Linked DNA regions of Bombyx mori: region 2 is linked to region 1. The links are chromatin contacts, called in public Hi-C maps. All regions are on one chromosome and are shown on one strand. Each heading gives the region's core, a stretch centred on a gene start, on an enhancer-like site or on the middle of the called end of the contact. The rest is flanking DNA. Distances are from core to core; before and after follow the strand shown.

Region 1 (3,758 bases), core at 342-2,841:
CCTTGGCATTGCTGAAGTCCATGGGCGACGGTAACCACTCACCATCAGGTGGGCCGTATGCTCGTCTGCCTACAAAGGCAATAAAAAAATAAAAAAAAGAAACGACTTCCACTGCACCAAAGTTGGTAGCATCCTTGGTGTGATGTCTACAGGGTATTTTAATAGCAGCATAATCCCCGAGTAGATAGTCGTATATCGACCAGCGGCAAAATAGAAATCTAAATTCCAGAAACACTCCTGCAAATGGACAGACAGCAACTTCAGAAGTTCGTCCAGTATTTAATATCGGAGCACCACACCGAAGTGTTGCCGACGGCGCAGAGGTTAGCCGACGAAGTTCTGCAGGCGAGGTCTGCCATCAACAGGATATGTGGCGCGCCGGACCCGACGGCCGGACCGCCGCCCGACGCGCACCATGCCTGGCATTTGGATGAGCAGCAGGTGAGCTCCAAAGAAATCTCTTCACTGCGCACAATATTAAATTCATGCTACTGGCTACTATCAACTGTAACATCGTGAATGCCTCCACTCACGACGGGACGTGGAAGTCTCCATGGGTAACCGGAGACCAAATAATAATAAGGTTTTTTTGTTGAAATATAATTAAGATTTTATATTCCTGAGTATGATAATTCTAAATTCTAATACCTTATTAACAGTGAGCATGACCCAACACGCTTAATATATCATGTGTGACCAATCGTTATACATAATATTATATAATATAAATGTCTGCTGGTTTTTGGCCACGTATGACGTCACGTGCAATAAAGTGCTCTCAGGCGGAGTTTGGTCAAGTTTTCGTCACAGTTTTTATAAATACTGTAGACAACGACTGTACTTCTCCTTGAACTCGAACATATGACAGTTTCGAGGCAAAAAAAGGCAGGATCTCTCAGGAGACCGTCTAGGCTGACAACAATCCGAACCATCAATAATGCCCTATGAGCTCGTGTTTGATGACCTGCGTCCCGCGTTCTCATCAGATAAAACCAGATGTCATTACCTCTGTAGTTGTTACCCTTTAGCTTTCTTAGAAATTTGTATCGTTACAGGTCTGCGAACAAGTACGCGCGTATTTGTTACAGGGAACTTATTATAATGCAAACAAACAATTGAACTCTTTATTTTCAAAGGTAAGTGCATGATTCCAATTAAATCTTTCAATATATCTTGTAATTCAAAAGAATATTACTGGTGGTAGGACCTTTTCTGAGTCCGCACGAGTAGGTACCACCGCCCTGCCTATTTCTGCCGTGAAGCAGTAATGCGTTTCGGTTTGAAGGGCGGGGCAGCCGTTGTAACTACACGTGAGACCTTAAAACTTATATCTCAAGGTGGGTGGTGCATTTACGTTGTAGATGTCTATGGGCTCCAGTAACCATTTAACACTAGGTGGGCTGTGAGCTCGTCCACCCATCTAAGTAATAAATAAAAATATATAATTCAAAACAGCTAACCCTCAACGTCAACGTGAACTCGACAGGTTCGGGAGATGCTCCGCGCGCAAGACTCGAACGGTCCCAGGATGCTCATGCTCATGACGGAGCAGTTCCTATCTGACCCCCGGCTCCTGCTATGGAGGAATCAGAACACGCCCATGACAGAGAAATGCAGGCAGCTGTGGGAGCAGTTAGGAGCTCTGTGGGTCAGCATAGTCTTAGATCCTGGAAGTAATAAGCACCATCGGCTGCAGTGGAGGCATCTGCTGGAGAAGTGGTCGGCAGTTGAAGTATGTCCCACCGAGGATCCAGACTATAGGTCTTTTCCTTTAGTAAGTAAACCTGAAGTTATTTATAATGTAATCATTTAATGCAATTGAAACTGTAGATTATTTAATTGTTATCTATACTAATATATAAATCTACAGTGGTTTTTACGGATGTTCCGTTATAACTACTGAACCAAGCATATGATTGACTTGAAACTTGGTATCCATGTAGAAAATACATGTACTTAATGGATAGGCTAATATTTGTATGAGTGTTGGACTCCCTACACCAGTTGCGGGGGTGTTAATTATGAGAATCTTTGTCGGGGTGAGAAATAATAATGTTAATTTTAAATGCCCAGCGAAGCGGACGGGTACAGCTAGTTTTAACTAAAAAGTTATTCCGTAGAACAAGCTCACGGCCCACCTGATGTAAAGTGGTCGCTGCTTCCGTCAACGCGTACATAATATTGATAGACAAATAAATGTGCATTGTTTTCCATTAACTGGAAAGCGTGTTGGTGCGATTGCGATTCGAGACGATCCAATACATAATAATCAGATACATAATATAATAGTGTCATAAATATATACTCACAGGAGCGTACAGCCGATACTAGGATAGAGATGAGCATCCAGTTTCATATACTATTAATGTCCAAATTTACTTATACTTTTTTTATTAATTTCACATTTTGGACAGTTGAGTTAAGTAAATAAAAGAATAGTTTCACAAACTTCACGAACGTGTGGTTCAATATTAATTATTATAATCTTAAAAATAATTCCGAGAAACGTGTTTCAGTACGCAAGAGAAAGAGAAAGAAATGAGAGGGATCGTGACAGAGATCACAGAGATAGAGATAGAGAACGACATCGAGATAGAGAAGAGAGGGACAGAGAGAGACTCCGTGAAAGAGAAGAGCGAGACAGGTAAGTCCTAGAAATTAATTTTAAATCTCAGACGCATATTACAACAATAGTACAATAACGAAAACCGTAGGCAGCGTCTTCGCTATGTCCCTGACATTGTCGATGTCCATGGGCGACTTTCATAAAGCAATAATGCGTTAAATCTTTAAACAATCATCATTTTGACTTTTTTTTTTATTGCCTTTATAGGCAGACGAGCATACGGCCCACCTCATGGTGAGTGGTTACCGTCGCCCATGGACTTCAGCAATGCCAAGGGCAGAGCCAAGCCGCTGCCTACCGAAAGTGACTTTCACTATTATGCTTATAGTTGACGAATGAAAATTATTGTTCAATCGAAATAATATATATTATGTACAATAGTTTAAAAAACCCACCCCTAAATAGCAAAAGGAACTAAGCATTAATATCATGTTTTATTTTGTTGATATTAGAGCCAAGAGGATCATTAATAGTTAGCAAAAAAAAATGTACTTAACTATTTTGTTATTGCCTATTTATATATAGATAGTACCAAGTTCCTAATTGCATAACTAAAACATGTCGACAGCTCTGCACTAGCGGCAACCCTATTCAAATAGAATGTTGGAAAGTAAAGAAAAAAATCCTAAATTTCCAGAGAAAGGCATAGAGAGAGACTGAGAAGAGATATACATTCCCATTCCGAGAGTTCCGATGAAGAGTCGAGACCTAATAAGTAAGTATCATTTAATAAATAGACTCGCCCCCCGGTTTCACTCCCGCCCAACTTGTACTTCAGAAGATATTACATGTTCGACCAAGGCGACGGGGCGACGGAAAGCCGCCGTCGTCCGAAATATGTCTTGTCGGATCCCCCGGATTCGTTATCAGTGCTTTTACGACCCTCAAGCACCGGCTATCGAACTAACCCATCGACAGAATCCACTGAGTTTGTCGCCGGATCTTCGCAGTGGGTTGTAATTCCGATCCGGCGGTGGTAGATTCAGCGAAGCACTACTCTTGCTAGGGCTAGTGCTAGCAAATTCTCTCAGGTCGAGCCCGTGAGCTTACCTGTCCTAAGGCTACCAGCGAATAGGTACAGGAAAAAAAACCAAACGAAACACATTGCATTTACGGGGTGCTTGTGTCACGT
Region 2 (3,758 bases), core at 421-2,920, 79 kb before region 1:
TGGGAGAGGCCTATGTCCAGCAGTGGACGACTGTGGGATGTTCATGATGATGATGATGATGATATGTTGTATATTTATTGGTTAATGTTGAGAAACGGCGTTGATTTAATCGATGTAATGAAACCGGAATCACGCGTGCATCTTTTGATCAATTTTAAGAATAGGGTATGAAATTAAAACATTAAAACTCATCGGCCAACCAGGTAGCTACCGCTATCCCGCCCATTTCTGCCACGAATGTGTATTACGTTCTAAATTAGGTGGTGACAGCCATTCCACAATACAATTTAAATGACGGCATTCGTCTTACTCTTGGACTGTGCTTTCGGAAGTGATTCATCAAAGTCGGCTCGACGAAAATCTCAGAATTTCAATGATGATGCTCAACGCGAGTTCCTTCTGGCTTGAGACGCAGAACGCCAGTTGATGTCTTGAGCCAGGAAGCTCAATTTGGCATCATAACTTCACATAGTCAATCCGTAATTATCGTGGAAATATTGAATTATCGCTGCTTTTATCATGGAAAAGCCTTTGATTTTCAAGTAGAGTTAGCTCTTCGCTTGGAAAAATACGACAAAATCAAATTTGCGTACATTTGATTATAGCTCATGCAAGCATAGGCAGCGCTTATGTAGCCCGCACCTACATAGTCTCTCTACAAATCTTAACAATTCTGCTTCTTAGGTTAATCATCAGGCACCGTGGTACGTGAAGAATATAAGCTTTCTTGACTATTTAGGTATCGAATCCATCCTCTGAAATCGCTATTGAAATTATACTTCTTCACAAGGCCTCGATACTTTTTATTTATTTATCGTATGGCATTCGTTTACACTGCGTGGTTATAATTGAAATTTACAGTTTGTGATAAGGGTTTTATAATTGACGCAGTGTAGTTGGAACCGGGAGATCCTCAGGAGGACAGTTCAGTCGCCAGGTTGTTGCACTATTAGCACCACCCAGGGGTCACGTGTAGGGTAGCGGTGGGTAACGTTATGCAACTTCGACCCGATACTGTAAGCCCCTTATTTGTCAAAGTCAATGTTTCCATACTCTTCGAACTTATTGAAGAGCTCGGTGTTGTTACATTTTCCCCTAGAATCATCCTGCTGAGTTTCGCACCAAATCTTTCCAGCGTTGCATACCACCAAGTTTTGGAATGAGCTATCTTCGACTGTATTTTTTGGATTGTTTTTCATCCTCCTTGCAGCGTGTTACTAAATTCTGAGGGTCGTGACCTTTACGGAGCACGGAATGTTTTTATATGAAATTTTAAGTTTTCCCCGCGGTAGGAATCACACGTAACTGTGTCTCTGATATTCAAAAACGAAAGCACCTATGACCGGATTAACTATGTACTTATCTGGCTTTCATGGATATATAAAAAGATTTGGATACGAAAACATGATTTCAATCGGAAGAGTGTTAAAACCTTAAAAACGTCCAATCGACAAGTTCACCTTGTTTCAAGCAGCGTAGAAAGATACTCAAATTCCCACTCATCGATATTAAGCGCCCAGAACAATATAAAAATGCCAACTTTTAATAATATATCGCACATTATGCCTGCCAAATGAATAATTTATCGCGGTGTGTCAATTTGGGGCGCACCTCCCCAGGCATCGGTTAAACGAGGAGGTGTGGTGCAGGGGGGGCTTAGAGCAGTCAGTCCGCGCCGAGCGGCCAAGCGAGCGCCATGTCGCCGCGCGCATGCTGCCGGCCGCGCGCCCCGCCGACCCTACTCGACATCACCGCCAAGATAGTGGCCGCGAACATTCCCTTTCAGCGGATCGAGGAGCGCTACGAACGCATCCCGGAACCGGTACAACGTCGTGTCGTGTACTGGTCGTTCCCGCGGGACGAGCGAGACATCTGCATGTACTCGTCGTTAGCACGGGCGCCTCCCGACGACCATCGCAACATCGCCTTCTGCCGCGGCCTGAAGCTGCTCGAAGCCGGCTGCGTGGAGAACGTGCTGCAAGTCGGTGAGTGTCCGCCTGCGACGCGCCTGCGCCTGTTTACTAATATGCGCCTCGCCCACCCGCGCCGTATAAATAAAAACCTCGACGTGTGCGATCGATAGCTACTCCTCTCGGGAATTATTCATGCGTTGCCTCGTAAAAGTTTCAAGAGATTAGGGCCCGTCAGGACTGATGATTGGCTCGGACGAAAGGTTCCGGGCCGCTCGGCCGTGGCCCTTATCTGGTTGCGGTATCATCGTTCCGGTACTAGAACTAAAGTTTAATCGATTCCCGGCAACATATTATTCACGATTTCCACCCGACACCATATCGGAGCGATTACGTTCCCGGAGGCAGCCGGCTTCATAGGAAATTCGATCGCAAACAACGAATTCGTGATCGTATTAAAAGATTCTTCAAATTGAATCAACGGAAACACGAATTAAAATCGCCCTGTGAAAACATAAGTAGTGCATTCTCATAAGTTTCGGATGGAGATCACGTGGTCCGTGTTTCGAATCAATCGAAAAATTTAATCAAGAGCCCCGCTATAAAAATTATGCAGATGCAACATAAAATTCGGCTAAGATTTACATAACTCGATATCCCGTTACATAGGGAATTTATAAGACCGGAATGTTTCGGTGCGAGCTCGCGAGGACGGCTTCAATCCGTGCAGACGTCATTTGTTACTGTCGCCGCCGTGAATAACGGACGCGAATAAAAAAAAAAAAAAAAAATTATTGCCAGTTTTTTTTATTTTTTATTTAATAGGGCCGGAGCCGGTTTTTATTGTGCTCGGTCGTGGGAGGACCGGCGTTACATATTCGTTTAGGTCTTATCTCGCATCGGAACAGCGATTACCGGTCATTTCGGGCCGCTTTTTCGAGTGAACGCGGTCAGATAGATCGCAATGGACCTGGCAAGGTTATCTACGGCGCGGCGGCTTCGCGTATAAAGAACGCCTTTTTTTTCCTACCTTAGCTGATGATCTTGAGAGACCATTTGAGCTCGCGGGGCTCAAACCTGACGTTATTGCTAACACTAACCCTAGCAAGAGTGTTGCTTCGTAGAATCTACCACCGGATCGGAAACGCGATCCACTGAGATTCAACGAGAAACTCAATGTGCTCAAAAGAACTAAACAAAGAAGTAAACTCAAGATGAAATTGTGATGAGTAAACACTAGTTTGTAGTTGAATCATGTCCGCGGTCCGACTTTAGGCGCTGGCTTGCGTCCAATTTTAGGGCTACGTTTGGAACCGCTTCGACGAGATAGTATCCGAAATGAACCGTGTATAGCGCGATCGAGATAATCGCGCTGATCGTCGACGCGAAACTAGCGTCAAAACGCCGATATTTAAGTTCCCACACCCATATCACCTGACTCATACGATCGACGAACAAGAAAGAACCGCCCACGCTTAGTAAAAACTGAAGCTTGTTCTTGGAATTTTGTCGAATACAAAAGGTTTTCCTCTCGCTACGTATCAAATAATCAACTGTAATTTATATTAAACTACTTAACTGACCCGGCAGACTTCGTAGTGCCTCAATCGATAAATAAAAGACCTAAACTTTTGTATAAAATAAACTTAAAACAAACAAAAGGAATCCGTCTAACGGAGGACATATCAAAGGGAAAACGAAATCGTTATTTTTATTTAAGTCCGAGCATTTTCATATTCATCTACCTTTTAAACCTTCTCTGGACTTCCACAAATCATTCAAGACCAAAATTAGCCAAATCGGTCCAGCCGCTCTCGAGTTTTAGCGAGTCTAACGAACAGCAATTCA

Evidence for each region. A called contact is a pair of places that touch in the nucleus more often than the background predicts.
Region 2: a contact with region 1 is called in a Hi-C map of whole pupa, with 3 times the contacts expected there. The contact joins the promoter of LOC105842591 here to the enhancer-like site in region 1. A contact is called at or near these places in 4 of 7 Hi-C or Micro-C datasets (midgut, posterior silk gland and whole pupa).

The regions. Positions count from the first base shown.
Region 1 is chr19:3,420,029-3,423,786 of ASM3026992v2, reverse strand. It overlaps LOC105842591 (zinc finger SWIM domain-containing protein 4), which reads left to right. Exons shown (of 21, transcript XM_038017517.2): 4 at 230-441; 5 at 1,056-1,136; 6 at 1,487-1,774; 7 at 2,517-2,644; 8 at 3,264-3,341. Among protein-coding and RNA genes, the nearest start is that of LOC101741888, 30 kb to the right of the region's middle. Within about 2 kb of position 1,591, at least 3 of the 8 cell types and tissues checked have open chromatin away from gene starts, as enhancers often do.
Region 2 is chr19:3,498,976-3,502,733 of ASM3026992v2, reverse strand. LOC105842591 (zinc finger SWIM domain-containing protein 4) reads left to right here and starts at 1,670. Exons shown (of 21, transcript XM_038017517.2): 1 at 1,670-1,985. The coding sequence starts at 1,697.